Regions from separate parts of the Sus scrofa genome. Here region 2 is linked to region 1. A link is a contact called in public HiChIP or PLAC-seq data. All regions are on one chromosome and are shown on one strand. The core of a region is the stretch at or near the end of the contact, and the rest is flanking DNA. Distances in the headings are between cores, read along the strand shown. Region 1 overlaps LOC110261780 (a long non-coding RNA gene). Region 2 overlaps JARID2 (protein Jumonji).

Evidence for each region. HiChIP or PLAC-seq counts read pairs in DNA pulled down with a chosen protein or histone mark.
Region 2: an H3K27ac HiChIP or PLAC-seq map of alveolar macrophages shows a contact between it and region 1. The contact joins two enhancer-like sites. A contact is called at or near these places in 1 of 47 Hi-C or Micro-C datasets (subcutaneous adipose tissue) and 1 of 2 datasets of contacts at active chromatin or transcription factors (alveolar macrophages).

What each region holds. Positions count from the first base shown.
Region 1 is chr7:10,927,853-10,935,329 of Sscrofa11.1, reverse strand. All of the region lies in intron 2 of LOC110261780 (a long non-coding RNA gene), which reads left to right. It overlaps LOC102163473 (a long non-coding RNA gene), which reads right to left. Exons shown (of 2, transcript XR_002346316.1): 2 at 4,373-7,477. Among named protein-coding and RNA genes, the nearest start is that of MIR9807, 170 kb to the right of the region's middle. Within about 2 kb of position 3,864, at least 12 of the 83 cell types and tissues checked have an H3K27ac peak or open chromatin away from gene starts, as enhancers often do. A contact at or near this core is called in alveolar macrophages, where this site is marked.
Region 2 is chr7:11,506,754-11,514,230 of Sscrofa11.1, reverse strand. JARID2 (protein Jumonji) reads right to left here. Exons shown (of 19, transcript XM_021100205.1): 4 at 3,214-3,355. Among named protein-coding and RNA genes, the nearest start is that of JARID2, 150 kb to the right of the region's middle. Within about 2 kb of position 4,625, at least 3 of the 83 cell types and tissues checked have an H3K27ac peak or open chromatin away from gene starts, as enhancers often do. A contact at or near this core is called in alveolar macrophages, where this site is marked.

The sequences.
Region 1 (7,477 bases), core at 2,615-5,114:
GATTCTTAGGGGCAGGGCAATGCCAGGAATCTAGACGTCTTGCTCTGAGTTTGGTCGTCATTCACGTAGAGCATTCTGCCTCCTGAGATGCCAGAGGGAAAAAAAATAACAAAGCCGGAGGGCGGTCTAGATGAATTATTGCCACCCCAAGGGCCACCTCAGACAGAGGGCTGCTCCAGTACCCTAGAGGGATGACTCCCTGTGGTTCTATACCCGTGCTTGGAGAGCGGTGTAGAGAGAGCTGGTTGTCAGATGGTCCTAACAGAACGGGTCACATTCCGGAATCTGACCTCCCATTGCCCGAGAATTCTGTCTGCTGTAAGCTCCGGGGACCGTCCACGGAGCAGAACAGCTGGATTACAATTAGGATATGAACATCACAAAGAAGTGTCTGCAACCCCGGGGCAGGGATGGATCGTTTCTGTAATTCAAACCATATCCCATGAGAAAGTTGTTTACAGGCAGCAGCACAAATAGAGATAAATTGGAGAGCATTTGGGACAATTTCTGTTATGGCAATAGACAGCGCAGAGGTTCTCTCCATCCCTGCCTTAGGAGCAGGGGCATCACGTGGAAACACCGCTAATCATGCACCTCACTAGGAAGGAACGTTTGTAGGTTTGCAATCAGAGAATTTCGGTGGGACAAGGAAGCTGAAAGGTCATCCAGTGCTAGGCTTTGGACGTTTGGATCTTTTCCAGCAGGAGGGAAAACATGAAGTCTGAATGCTCCAATTGGCTGAGGGTCAGGACAGATTAAGTTTTAGTTGTGGCGCAGAGGCCCTGCCCCACGGGGGTCTCTGCACCCTGGGGGGTGGGGGTGTCACAGTGTGGATGTGATCCCTGTGGCTTCATCCTAACCTCTCACCAACACGATGAACCTTCCATTAACTGCAACGCCCCGTAGTCGCTTGCCTCTTGCTCCCTGTCCTCCACTGGAGACAAAGAGATGGGTTAACAGAACATAAAGGAAATAAACCATCAATTTCTGTGCATCCGGCTTTATCTTTTTAAACCTTCTACCTTGGTGTTCTAATCGTAACATGTTCATATCTTTTAACCCAATGATTTCCTTTTTTGGTGGGGGAAATTTATCTTAGGGATATTGTAAGAGTTCTAGATAAAGATCTAGACAAAACGGAACCGTCCCATGATAAGGGAAGCATTAGTTAAATCCAATTCTATGTCGTTATTTAAATCACGTGTTTGGAAAAACCATTCAATGATGTGAAGGTGCTTATGATAGAAATCACAGGAGCAAGATGCAAATCTGTACCTGTGGTATAATCTGTCTGATGTTTTGAAAACCTTTTTATCTCTGCCTAGATACATAGAGCTATAAATAGAAAACTCCTGCAAGGAAGACCAAAAAATGATAATTATGGTTATCTCTGGGTGGCGGGATTTGGGTGTATTGTATTTTCTCCTTTGTTCTTAATTCATTGTCCAATCTTTACCTGAGTAGACATCCGAAACAGCTTTATAAACAATACTGAAAACTCTTCGCTGGCTTCTTCCTTCTTTCCAAGACAAAATCCAGACTCTTTAGCGGGGCCACTGGGGCTCTTTAGGATCTGGCCGCCCATTTCCTGACTCAGCTCTCTCTCCTCCTCTCCTTAGGCCCCGCTTCCACCTGCCGTGGGGTCCGCTGAGTTTGCGGTCCTCTTCCACAGGTGCAGTGCTTTCTGAAGGGCCCGTGCCTTTGCATGTTGCTGTCCTTTCTGCCCGGGACACTTTTCTTTCCGAGCTGGTGCTGGCACGCTCCCCCCTGCGGCCCAGACCTCCTCGCTCAGGGGAAGCCTCCTGTGGTGGGTGCTGGTGGAGGCCCTGCCCGCTGGGTCCCCCTTCAGGTCCAAGGTGTCCAGCCCCCAGCATCGTGCAGTTGCCTGCTGGTGGCTCACAGAAAATCCCCGCCCCTGCTGTTGTCCGTAGCTTGAGGTCTTGCCGCTCCCCTGGGACAGCCCACATCTAGTGAGTGGTCGGAGCTCCAGGCCTGGCCTCAGTTAGTGACTGCCCTGAAAGGCCAGTTGAGGGCTCCCTGAGAGGTTGGCCAAGGCCACTTTGGCAACTGCATCACCTGAAACTTCTTCCTCCGCCCAGTCCTGCCAGGGGGCCTCTCCAGGAAGGTGTGTCCACACCAGTCTGTCTTTGGGACCCCCTCCTTGGCCCCTTCCTGCACTCCCAAGATTAGATTAGAGCCTGGTCCTCCAGGGCCTTGAATGCCCTTTGTTTGTGTCTCCCATTGTATGGCTCTTTTTTTTTTTTTTGTCTGCACCCGTGGCAGGTGCAAGTTTCTAGGCCAGGGTTCAAACCCGCACCACAGCAGTGACCAGAGCCACAGCAGTGACAGTGCTGGGTCCTTAGCCGACTGAGCCACCAGGGAGCTCCAGAACATGGTTCTAGTGCCTCCCCTACCTGCCCCCACCTCCCCGCGGATAACAGGGAGTGCCTCCTTTCTCCTGTGTCTGCAGCACCTGCTGCAGCACCTGCCTCCTAGTTTGTGATGCATGAATGCATGTGAAAGGGGAGCAGAACAGAGAGAGAATAACAGGTCAGGAAATGAAGGAGTCCCTCATTGACAAAATGAAATAATTCGGGTCCTTCCACACCTTCCACTTGAAGTTACATTTCTATGGACCCTTCTGTGTATCTGCCAACACACCAAACTCTGACTTTAAGGTCCCAGGGAGGCCCCTCAGGGGCACCTCAGAAAATTCCAGTCAGGAGTTGGAAGAATGCTGCACTCTATTTTTTCCTCTTGTCTTGTATTTGCAAGACTAGCCCTTCTTTCTTCTCGCCTTCAACTCTCCTTTCTGTTTTTCCCACCACTTCCCAAACTGGGTCTACGGCCAATTTGTCATCGTGGGAGTTGCAAAGGAGTCATGACAAAGGGCTGACCTGACCATGCGATTCTTCTTCAGGAAACTGCAGAGGGGAAGGTTGGGTGCCTTTTCAAATTCATATCATCCCCTGAAGAATGACTTTGGGGTAGGGGTGTTCTGATTCCTTATTCCTAAGGAAGGATTTAGGTAGATGTTCCCTGAGGGGAGAAGGGAACCTCTCTCAGATTCCACTATTATCTGTGTTCGTAATCCCAAGTGGGGGCGATTAGGTCCCAGGCTCTGTATCCAGTTCATGTGGGAAACACCCAGCTCTTAATCTTAATAGATCCAGGAAAGCCCCCACCCCCTCTTCTATTTCTCTGTCACAGGGTCCCCTCTTGGCTGGATTCTCTAGTGCTGGAAAAGTTCTGAGTCGCGACAGAAGGCTGCTCCGTATTTATTCCGTATTTCAAGAACAGCCTTGCTCTTCTCTTACTATGGGACCGCCTCATTGCCTCTGGGAAGTGGAGCTGAGTTATCAGTGACCCTTCCCAGGTCCCGAAAGCCATGATTCCCAGTGCCCGGCGAGTCCGTTGAGGACGCACGGCTCCCTTCCTCCTCCCTCGCTCTCTCTGTGCGTGTGGGAATCCGCTGGAGAAAGTGAGCATCCTCTGCTCCTTCAGGCCTTAAGCTTTGGGGGCCGCTCCCCATGTGGCAGAGTCGCCTATCTTCCACCGCTGCCTGGCACTGGCTGGGTGACAGTGGGACGTACTAACAAGCCGCAGACCAGAAGTCATAGTCTCTAACCAAGCCTTTGTCAGTTTGAGAGCAATGGTGATGCTTTAACCTCCGTTGTATCCTGCGCCTCCTCATTGATCCAGATCATGGGCAGGAAGGAGGGGCCCTATTGACTGGGTTCCCCAGAACCCCAGCCTCAGAGAGGCTCCTCTGCTTGGCCGTCCACACTTGCCGGGTGGGGTTAAAGCTCTGCTCTTGATGGGCCGAGATTTGGAAGGGGACCCTGTGACCTTGACTAAGAGACCAGCTGGCCGAGCTTGTCCCGTCTGCAGTCTGAGTGACTCAGGGAAGGTCTTGACTCACTTGGGGCTTCCCCATAAATCACCCCCCGTTAAGTGACAGTGTAGTCATGGAACAAACAAGGTCCCTGCCAGGGCTCCTTCCTGTTCCCACAGACGTCCCGTTGAAGTACCCGCGTGGGCGAGGGGACGTGCTCCCCGGAATCCCTCCCTTCTGCGGGCTGGAATCCAGTGCGTGTCGGGTCTCCCAGGCCAGAGTAATCCCTCTTCTCCAGACTTCCACGCTCATTGTCTAGACGTGCATTTGAGACTTAGGAGTCCTGACTGACTGAATTGCTTGCTCAGTTGTGGTCATCGTTCTTGGGGCATTTTATCTCAAAGCCCAACCTTCTTCAAGTTTATGAAGCAGAAGGGCCACGTCGTACACCTCCTTGTATTTCCCCCTCCCTGCCAAGAGCCTCACATGGATTTATTTGCATTTGGCAGTGTGGAGATAAATGAAGTGCAAGCAAATGAGAACGAGCAAAGGTTATTTATTCAGAACTTCCTTGAGCAAGGGCGTCCGCCACTGTCACTTAGGTTCTGGCAGAGACTCAGAGGCAGGCCGAAGAGGGGGAGGATTTATAGTGGAAAAGGGGACATCTTCAGGAGTGTCTCCACTGGACACTATTGCCACTGCGAAGCTGGAGGCAGGCCAGCTAGAAGCAAGGCGTCCCCTGCGATGGGGGAGGAGTGTGTATTTGACTTTCTCTGGTTTGTCTGAAGACGGAAGTGGGGACAAAAATTAGGAAAGCTCTCCGTTATTGAGTTCTGGCCATTTGGGGCCAGTTGTTACAGGGGTTATTATTTGACTTCTGGATTGTTGCTGCTGATAGTAGTCTGACTTTCTGTGAGCCTGATTTAGAGTAGGCTGCCTTCCTGGGCTGGTTACTGTAGATGATGGATGGTTCTCTGGGCTGCTCACTGCAGCGTGTAGGTCAGAACTCTATTTTTATTATATATGATCTGGCCAATGTTCCTTTGTATATTCAGGCTCTCAGTAGACATCAATAAATGGTGGTTGACATGAGGACGCAAGTTCGATCCCTGGCTTTGCTCAGTGGGTTAAGGATCTGGCATTGCCATGAGCTGTGGTATAGTTTACAGACATGGCTTGGATCTGGCGTTGCTGTGGTTGTGGCATAGGCTGGCAGCTACAGCTCCGATTTGACCCCTAGTCTGGGAACTTCCATATGCCATGGGTGCGGCCTTAAAAAAGACCAAAAAAAAAAAAAAAATGTTTTTGGTTGATTAATTCATAGCTCTATGGTTGGAGCTTTGAATTTCCAAATTGATATCCTTTCTCTTTCCTGTTGCTGCTTGGCTAGACAGTTTATTGAGCAAACATCTTCCCTTTAATTTTTGGATCAAGACCTCAGAAATAGCACAAGGGAGAAGGAGATTTACCCTGTTTTCCTCCCTTTTTTATTCATCACTTTGGAGTCTAAAACACCAATCAAGAATGGTCTCCATGGAGTTCCCGTCGTGGCTCAGTGGTTAGTGAATCCGACTAGGAACCATGAGGTTGCAGGTTGGATCCCTGGCCTTGCTCAGTGGGTTAAGGATCCAGTGTTGCCGTGAGCTGTGGTGTAGGTTGCAGACGCAGCTCGGATCCTGCGTTGCTGTGGCTGTGGCGTAGGCTGGCGGCTGCAGCTCCGATTAGACCCTAGCCTGGGAACCTTCATATGCTGTGGGAGTAGCCCTAGAAAAGGCAAAAAGACAAAAAAGAAGAAGAAATGGTCTCCAGTGTTTCTGACTAGAAATTACTGTAGTTCAAGTCCATCTTCGTATGATGCAGACACGAAGGCCTGCAGATGTGTTCGAGGTCATGATGGTGGGTGATAAGCCAAGATTACAGAAGAGGTTCCCACCGAAAAACACATAGATTTGTCTCCAGCGTGGACCTAATGGGTTTTTGTGCAACATGTTGGCACAAGAGAATGGGAGACCAATGAAAGTCTTGTATGGTTTTTGAACATTGGAAAAAAGCCAAGATCCGAAAAGTGGAGACCTTTAGAAGAGCGTTGCTTTGGAAGCCATGGAGCAGAAACACGTGTGGAGGGAAGCGTGTTGTCGTCAGCACAATGGGTGATGGGCTGTTTGGTTTCCTATGGCTGCCGTGTAACAGCGTACAACAGAATGGGTTCACTCAACGACAGAGTTATTTCCTCAGTTGGGCGGCTGGAGATCTGCAATCAAGGTGTCAGCAGGGCCACACTCCTTCCGAAGCCTGTAGTGAGACTCCCTCCTTGCCTCTCCAGGGTCTCAGAATTGCTGGCAATCCTTGAAATTCCCTGCTTTATAGCACCCTCTGTTCCAGCATCACATGACGTTCTTCCTGTATATCTCTGTTTCTGTGCCCAGATCCAGTCTCTTCTTTTAAGGTACTGGCCGCACTGGGTTAAGGGCCCACCCTCGGAGCATGGCCTCATCTTAGCTAAGGACATCTGCAATGCCCCTGTTTCTCATTAAGGTCCCATTCAGAGGTGTTGGGGGCTAGGACTTCAACATATCTTTTTGGGGAGACACAAATCAACCCACAGCCCAGGCCACCGTGCAGCCCTGCGTCCCCTCCATGGAACTCTGTGGTCGTCGTGAGTCGCTGACCTTCCCGTCACTTCCCAGCAGGGCCAGCACATGCTCATGACTAAACAGGGCTGATCCATGAGCCCTGCTGCTGAGCAGCGCCGCAAGCAGGCAGTGATGAATCAGAAATTGTCATTTAAATAAAGCCACCCAGTTTCTCTGTGAATATGTGTCACAGGGTAGTTAGAACCTCATACCCAACCCACTGCTGCACGTTGGTGGCACTGTTCAGTTACACATCTTTTTTGGGGAGCCTCTTACTCACAGTCCCCTCAAGCCTTATTTCTCTGGGGGAGCTGAGGGCGTGTGCTCACCCACCTTCCTTTCATCGCGTAACCTCGCCTGCCTCCAAAGTTCGTGCTGTCCCGAAGCTCTGTGCATCAGCCCAGGCACCCCTGTTAGTCACCTCTTGCCACTTTTCTCTTTTTTCACGCTTTCAGGAAGTAATGTTTTTACTCAGGTAAAAGAGTCATAGGAAGAGTGTTCTGCCTGTTTGATGATTCATTCCTTTGCCGTTTGCTGTTTTTAAAAGTTAGAGGGGAAAACCCTTCTGTTCAGGGCTTTGGTGAATGGGCTTGGTCAGTGACGGTGAGAAAATGCAGTCATAAAACACTTTCAACTTAAAAGCGGAAGTCATCCTGTTTATTGGTCTTTCCGATCCTTCTGAGGGGCAGCATCATAGTTCTCATAGCCCCTGGAATACGTGAGATGGGCTTCCCGGCTTTCAAAAGACCTGCTATCCGTCCATCTGACTTCCTCCATGTTTTGTTGTGAGTGAGTCATGGCAAGATGGGTGCCCTGTCAGGACTCTCCTCACTTCACGCGTGGATCGGTCCTGGTCACAGGCTCAGAGCCTCTCAGAGCTGAGATAGAGCTGGGCTTAGGCAGCTAAATGGGTCCCTCAGAGGGCTTCGGGTGCTGAAAGGGGTTCCCTCCAAGTTCGTATGTTGAAGTCTTAACCCCTGATACCTCAGAACGTATTCGGAGATTGAGT
Region 2 (7,477 bases), core at 3,376-5,875, 580 kb before region 1:
GAGGAGGCTGATTAAAAGCGGAAAGTCTCGATAATGCTTCCTTTCTAAACTGTAAAAACTAATTAATGTATGAGTTCTTTATATCAGTTATTAAACTCACATACCACAATGATCAAAAGCAAAAAAAAATAACACCTAGGAACTCCCACTAGTGCCAAGTCCTTCAGATCCCCAATGGCTGGGCTGCCCTGCCCATCAGACCAGCCAAAACATTCGCGTGAGGTTGGCTACTCCTTTTACAAAGAGTGGTTGTAGACGATGATGTTTCAATGGCAGGTAAAGAGATAGTTCTTGTGTTCGCCTCCATAAAGAAAAATAAATCCTACGGAACTCTGGATGCTACTGTCGTCTACGTGCCAAAAAGATCCCCAACTTGAGTAAAACCAATGGCAGCCAGTACATAGGGCCAAACATAGTTTAGGGAGTTTCTGGGAGAAAAATAACACATTGTAAACACATGGGATATTTTGACTGAAGACTTAAGAAACTGTTACAAGCATCAATCAGAAAATGGAATTGCTTCAACGTGCAGGCTGGAAATTCAGGGCAAGGTCCAAAGTGAGGCTGGCAAGATTTTACACCTCAGATTTTAATTTTTCTTCACGAAGTCCAACACATAAAATCCCTCTTTCTTCACCCCTCCCTGACCAAGACAAAAGGCACATTAACTGGTGATCCTAAAACATGTACCTAGAAAGAGTAATTAACTGTACAGAAATAGCTGGCAATCCATATCGTTGTCCATTTCTTAAGAGAGAGAGAGAGGATGCTTTTCCAAAACAAATAATAAGTCATGACTGGAATTTTAGGATTCAGTGTTCCCTCCTGGAAAGTCTTCAGGCCAACAGAGAATGATGCCAAGTGGTCCATCGTAGAACAGGCTCTTCTCATGCATATTTATCAGAATTTTAGATACAAGGTAAAAAGTAACATCCAGTCAACAACCTACCCACCCAATGCTTGATGGACATTTCAAAGTCACCACTTTCAGGTAGCTACTCTGGGCTTGGCTGAGACAGCACATGTGTCAACTTATTAGAAAAGGTAACTACGTCAGATGAAGGACAGCAATTGAGGAAGCTTCAAGAAATCAGATTCTAGTTATGATCTGGCTTAGAAGGCAGGGCTCATACGAAATAATATACACTAAATATTTATGCTAAGTAGCAAAAAAGAATCAAAAGTACTCATAAAAACCAAAATGTAGTGAAAGGCATTCTTTTCTCTTTGCTATGGACTCTGCAAGAGTTTAAGAAATATATGCCCTAACTACACTGCCCATTCATAAACTACCAAGCCTCCTCCTGCAATGCAGGCCACCCCAAGCCAGCCCTAACTCTAGCCTTAAACTGTCAAACTTTAATCTACACTGTATCTCCGATAAAAACTCCCCAAAATGCTGTCAGGAACCTTTAATTCAGTAAAACAAGGTACTGTTGGCACGCTAATAATTAAAGCAGATTAGCAATGGGTTAAGTTTTCCCTATGTTCACCCTGAACAAAGTTTCTCTTTTTCACCGCCCTGGGGAATTAAAGTTAATTGACTGATTTGCACACAGCTGCCACACAGCACCACAGTCCCATGCAAAGAGGAAGCATGCCATCTGAGAGAGACACTCGGAGTTGGGGACAAAGGGCTCCTCTACCCCCACCCCAAGAGAAGCCTAATGGCCTTTGTCGTCACACTGCCTGCTGGCGATCTCATTCGAGGTAAGAGTGAGGGACAGCCACATAGTTATAAAGGCCTGGACGCTGTCATGTCCAACCACACTCACAGAATTTTGTTCCCCAAACAAATGAGAGAGGCCGCTAATAGGTGCACGAAACCACCCACCCCCATGTTTAGAAACAGGGGTAGCATTATTACACATTCCAGGCTTTGTACTAATGCGATTTTTCTTACACATCCTTGAACTCCCTCTGTTGTGAGGATGCATTTTTCAAATTGGGGCAGAGAAGGTTGCTTACGGAGCATCTGAAACATAAAAGGCTCATTTCACCGAGGCCCTCACCCTGGTGCAACTGAAAGTCCAGTTACTCCCGGGCAGAGATGCACTAACTGTACCAACAACAAATTCATGACATGGTCTAAGACACAGGGCTGAGGATTCAGAGAAAAAGAGGATGGGAGTGAGTTAACCAAGCGTTTTTTAAACGAAGACACACGAAAATAAAGATTTGGAGCTATGCATTTCAAATTTAGATCTTAAGTACAGGTCTGTCAAGGATTTTAAATATCCGCACATGGCTCCTCTCGTCCTTTCCACCATATTCGGATCTTCATTAGATACACATCTAGAGAGTTACAAGGGGTCAACAAAGAAGTTCAGACCAGATGTCCCCCCCCCAACCTCCCAAACAGACTCTTTAAAAAAGTAATTAATCTAGGCATCCAAGAAAACACAGAGTATGAGACTAGAAAAGGAACAGAATGAAATATAAATGCTAAATGGTGGGGGGAGGGGAGGCTGGCACACAACACATGAGACATGAAATAAGGCAGCTAACTAGCACAGGGGTTTTTTAAAATGCCCAATTAAAGTGTTGTTACTGTCAGTGTCTGACCATGAAGCCACAACTCTTACCAAACTACCATAGCCGACCTGATGAAACTAACTTACACTTATTTAGGAAAATCATTTAAAACAAAACAAAACAAACAAAAAAAAAAACCTTGCTGGGAAATTAAAGGTTTTAAGGACTGATTCCACACCTACTAACTTGGTTAAATACCAAGTGGATTTTGCTTTGAGACAAGGGGAAATTCTTTTTTTTTCCCAGAAAGACCACATTTATTAAAATCTTCAAATTTTTAGAAATATCTCTTTAGAAATGGCGAGGTACAATCTAATACATTCAAGAATAGAACTGATGAGAATCAATTAAAATGAACAGTGAAGATAGGAATTACAAGTTGGCACCCCTTTGGCCAATTTTTATAGCAGGAATATATTGTTTGGCTCATAAGTTGTGGGTTTTTATTTTTTTATTTCTTTTTTTTTTTTTGGTTTATTCATCTTTAATTAGTGGGTAATATTTAGAAACCAGGATGTCTAATATAAAAATCCAGAATTCTGGCTCCTCTTTGGAAAAAAAAAAAAAAAACAGGAGATTGGGTGAGTGGGTCCAAGTTTGTTCCCACATGGCCCAAACTAGCACCTAGTTTGAAGTCCCTGGTTTAAGGCACCAGTATTTTCAGCCTTGGGTACTAACCTTTTCCTCGACGGCCCTTCTTCAAAATCTGAAGAACTAACATCGTTGCTAGTCGAGGACACTTGGGATGCATCGTCCTTCTCATTCTCTGACTGTTCTGATGCTGGTCCTAATCCCTTAGACTGGCCATTACCAAGGAGCCCTACAGGTGAAAAAAGGGGACAAACACTTAAACACATGACATCAGGAAGCAGCACTTTATGACAGTTAACCCTACACAGTGGCTGATGAGGGCACACAAGAGTCTGGAGAGAAGAGAATTAGAAGGTGCGTGTCCCTTGAGAATGGAGAAGAGTAAGCCGCGCTGCACCCTACTTTGGACCTTGCACCAGGGTGAAATAAATGCCTCCCAAAAAAGTAACTTCAACAGTGAGAAATTCAAGCAGAAATTTGTAATTGCAAAAATACACTATAGGGTTCTTTCGGAAGCACAACACATCTTTCAAGGCTGGGTTAGGAAGGAAGAAGTGTACCTCATGGATTAGCCATTCAAACTAGTTATGCTTCCGGGGCTAAATATGTACTTGAGAAACACTGAAACCCTTCTCAGAACTGCTTTCAGGAACAGGTACCTGCCACCCAAGAAAAAGGCTCGTTACTATGTTCGCATTCTGTCAGTTCTTAACTAGACATCTGACTACAACTTTCTTTTCATAGCCATCTATTAGATCACAGAGGCCCGTATTTGAACCCGATCGTCTCAAAGAGTGAGGATGTTCCAGGACTGAAGACACGGCACCAGGCAGAAGAGGGAATCTCAGGGCCCCAGAATGTGCTCCCAGTACCCCAAGCAGAGAAAGGGCTATGCCAAGTGACACGGAAATAGCTTAGCAGTCAGGCCACACCAATGAGTGACAGCTGAAATAAAGCTCGGTCCTCCAGCACTCAGGTGTCCTTGCATCTAGGGATCCAAACATGATTTAGGGTCTATCAATGAGAGGCGTGCACCAGCACAAGTGTCCACAGCAACCGGCCCCTCGTTCCACTGTCTACTCAGCACCTCTGGGCATCAGTAGAAATGCTAGCACAGTGTCTGCATTTTCACTGTGAAGCCTAAAGGGCAGGGTGATCCCCTGCTTTCTGTCTCCCAACCCTTCTGGCAAGGCTGTTTGCACTTCTGTCCCTATACTAAATCCCTCTTTGGCTGAAGCCATTCACAAGTGGCTTCTGTTAGTTGCACACTAACAGAACAAACACTATACAAAACAAAGTCTTTTACATACTGGGGAAGATTTTCTGAAAGAACATGCCACAAAATGCAGCCAAACCCCGGGACTTAACCTGTTTATGCATGCACTTCCCCAGTTATCTATTTTTACATCATTTTAGAGGATGAGTAATAACGAAGGTTGGAAACCTAATACAATGAAGTAAATAAAACCCCATGGCTGTCACTTAAGACTTGTGGCTTTGGGAGTCATGACTACAATATGTAAATGAAAACACAGACAACTTCCCAAAGAAAAGAGAAAATGCAGGGAGTGTGCACTGAGAGGGAAACAGGAGACGTAATTGTAGGGAAATCTTTGCATCTAAGGGTTGAAGTGTGGCCAACATTTCAAAGATGAGAGCAGTGCTACTATCCATTACGGCGGCCACCAGTCACATGAAGCTATTGGGCATGTGAAATATGGCCAGCGTGGCTAAGAAAATCAATTATTTTTACTTAACATTACTGAAAACTGACTCTAACATTTTTTAATAATTTTATAGTAATTCCTGAGACGTTTTAAATACATCATTAGGTTGAGTCAAATACATTTAAATTAGCTTATCCACTTGTTTTAGATTTTTTTTTTTAATGCAGCTCTAGAAAAGGGTCGCAACATATGTGGTTGAAATAAAGTCTCTTCCTCTTTCTTCTGGCTGCCCCACAGCATACATAGTTCCTAGGCTAGAGATCAGATCCGAGACACAGTTGCGACCTACACCACAGCTGCAGCAATGCCAGATATCCTTTAACCCACTGTGCGGAGCTGGGGAATCAAACCCGCGTCCTAGCTGTGCAGAGACATTGCCAATCCAGTTGAGCCACAGGAGGAACTCCATAAAGTACCGATAAGCCCTCGATTAGAGCACTGTTGTAAAGGGGGAGTTGGCGGTGGGGGGAGCACAGTGGTCCACCCCAAGAGCAGGATGATACAGAACATAACATATTAACCAAAGATTAGAAACATAATCTAAGTCACAGAGTAAAAAGAGGACCTGATGGGTGAATCAGCACACTTGAAAAGGATGGTAAATTCAAAATATAGAAATTCTAGTTACGGAACCATACATAAAATTAATTTTGAAGGGGGATTTCTCTCTAAAATAGAAATGTACTCTTGGTTGATTTCAAATTTTTCAATAGCACCTAAGTACTTCAAGGAGAATAAAGCAGGAAAGAAGCAAGGAAAATATAACTTCATTTTCTTAACACCTACCAGGTGCCCAGGCACTGGAGATCCAGACATAATCCAACAAAACCTACATTCTAGGAGTGATGGAGATACACCTGGGTGTGTCAGTCAGCAGTATAGACGAAGAAGGAACTCTGTGCTTGAAGAGCAAGTGTCAGGGCAGGACAGTGATTACAAATCCCTGGAGCAAACCTGCAATAGCAAAACCTGGAGAGCAAAGCTGGTGTCTGCAATACACCCAACACCACCAAAACCGTCGTGGTGCTGGGGGCAATGCAGAAAGAAGGGGGGAAGAAGAGTCGGTTGTGTGGACGCTGTATTTGGATCGGGAAGGAAACAAGGAAGGACGAGGCGCAGCTAGAGGAATTCGGGGAAGAAGGGCCTGCTGAACCCTTAGCTACAAGATCCTGACCATCTGCTGAGGGAGAAGCAGCTAATGACTGCGCGAGAGAGTGAGCAAAGCAATGATTTAGCAGAGGGACGTTAAGCTAGTCAATGACAGCTCCATTCTTATCCTTCCAAGAGAACCTCGGTAGGCTGTAAAGCAGGGGGACTCTCAACCCCGAGCATGAACCACAATCACCAGGTGGGCACCCGGGCCTCTGGGCCTCACTCCCAGTGTGTCCCTCTTTTAACAAAGCTCCAGACGATGCAGATGCTGCTTTGGCTGCTCTGGGGACCACACGGAGATCCACAATTATGGGGGGGGAGAAGCAAGGTTCAAGCCAGTAGGAAACCTAGTTGCCCTGAGACACCATACAGCTCTGGCAATTACGTCTGCACAATCTGCCGTGTAACACCAGCCGCAGTAAGGCTCCCAAACCCAAGGTTCTGCGGGGCCTTATTCCAGCCTGTCTCATTCCTTCTGTGAAGGGAACCAACTGCTTACAAAACTGATCACAAAGCAACCAGAGTCTGCCAATGACAAACCTAGTTAAAAAGTAACACATGATGGAGGGAAAAAGCATTCCCATCTAAGAGGTATCAGTGCAAAACAAGGATATGTCTCTCTTCCCAAAAAAAGACAAAAAGAAGAAAACATCAACTACCCAAGCACAAAGTCAGGGAAACTGGATGATGAAGTTCTACATGAAAAGGGGGAATTTTAATTGACAGGCGTCAGGCGAAATGGATGAGTATGAATGCTCTGAAAGACTAAGGCCTGACTGAGCTCCAGTGAAGGACTCAGGGTGAGTCCACTGTCCCAGGCCTTCATCAGACCCGTTGTCTTCACAGGACACCGAAGTCGCACGCATTCCAAGGATCAGCAATGTCTGGTTGCCTGAACTGGGAGAGACACGGGTTGTCTTCACTTTCCAGATCAGGAAAACGGGGCCCCCACAGAGGGGGCTGGGGGCCTGTTCTGCAGACTGAAGGACCTCAGCTTTCCCAAGCCTTTCTAGGGGGGCGGGACCAACGTGTTCTGCCCCATGATTGACGTTTTCAATTAGAGTCCGCCCACCCTGGACATCGGCCCAGAGAAAACGCCCGTTTATTTCCAGTTAGACAGTCCCCATGGTTGGATAAACCTGGGCTTTTACATCTTTGCACACTCCCCCCCACCCCGCCCCTTGTTCACACCCCCGGAGTACCGCCTAACCCCTTTCATTCGGAATATTTTCATCCAACTCGCATCGCCTGCCCGGTCCAGAAAAGCCAGGTCAGCAAGACGGAACACATCGCCACAGGGCAGAAGAGCCATCGCTGAGACATCAGACAAGCCAACGCGTGCTGCCTTTTCCCCAATCAAACAAAGCCCTGCCACCTATTTTCAAAATTATTTTTAGTCAACAAGAAATAATGAAATGGCATCCCCTCCTTCAAACACACAAACTGGCTTTCTTTTTCCAAACCCCTCCCCC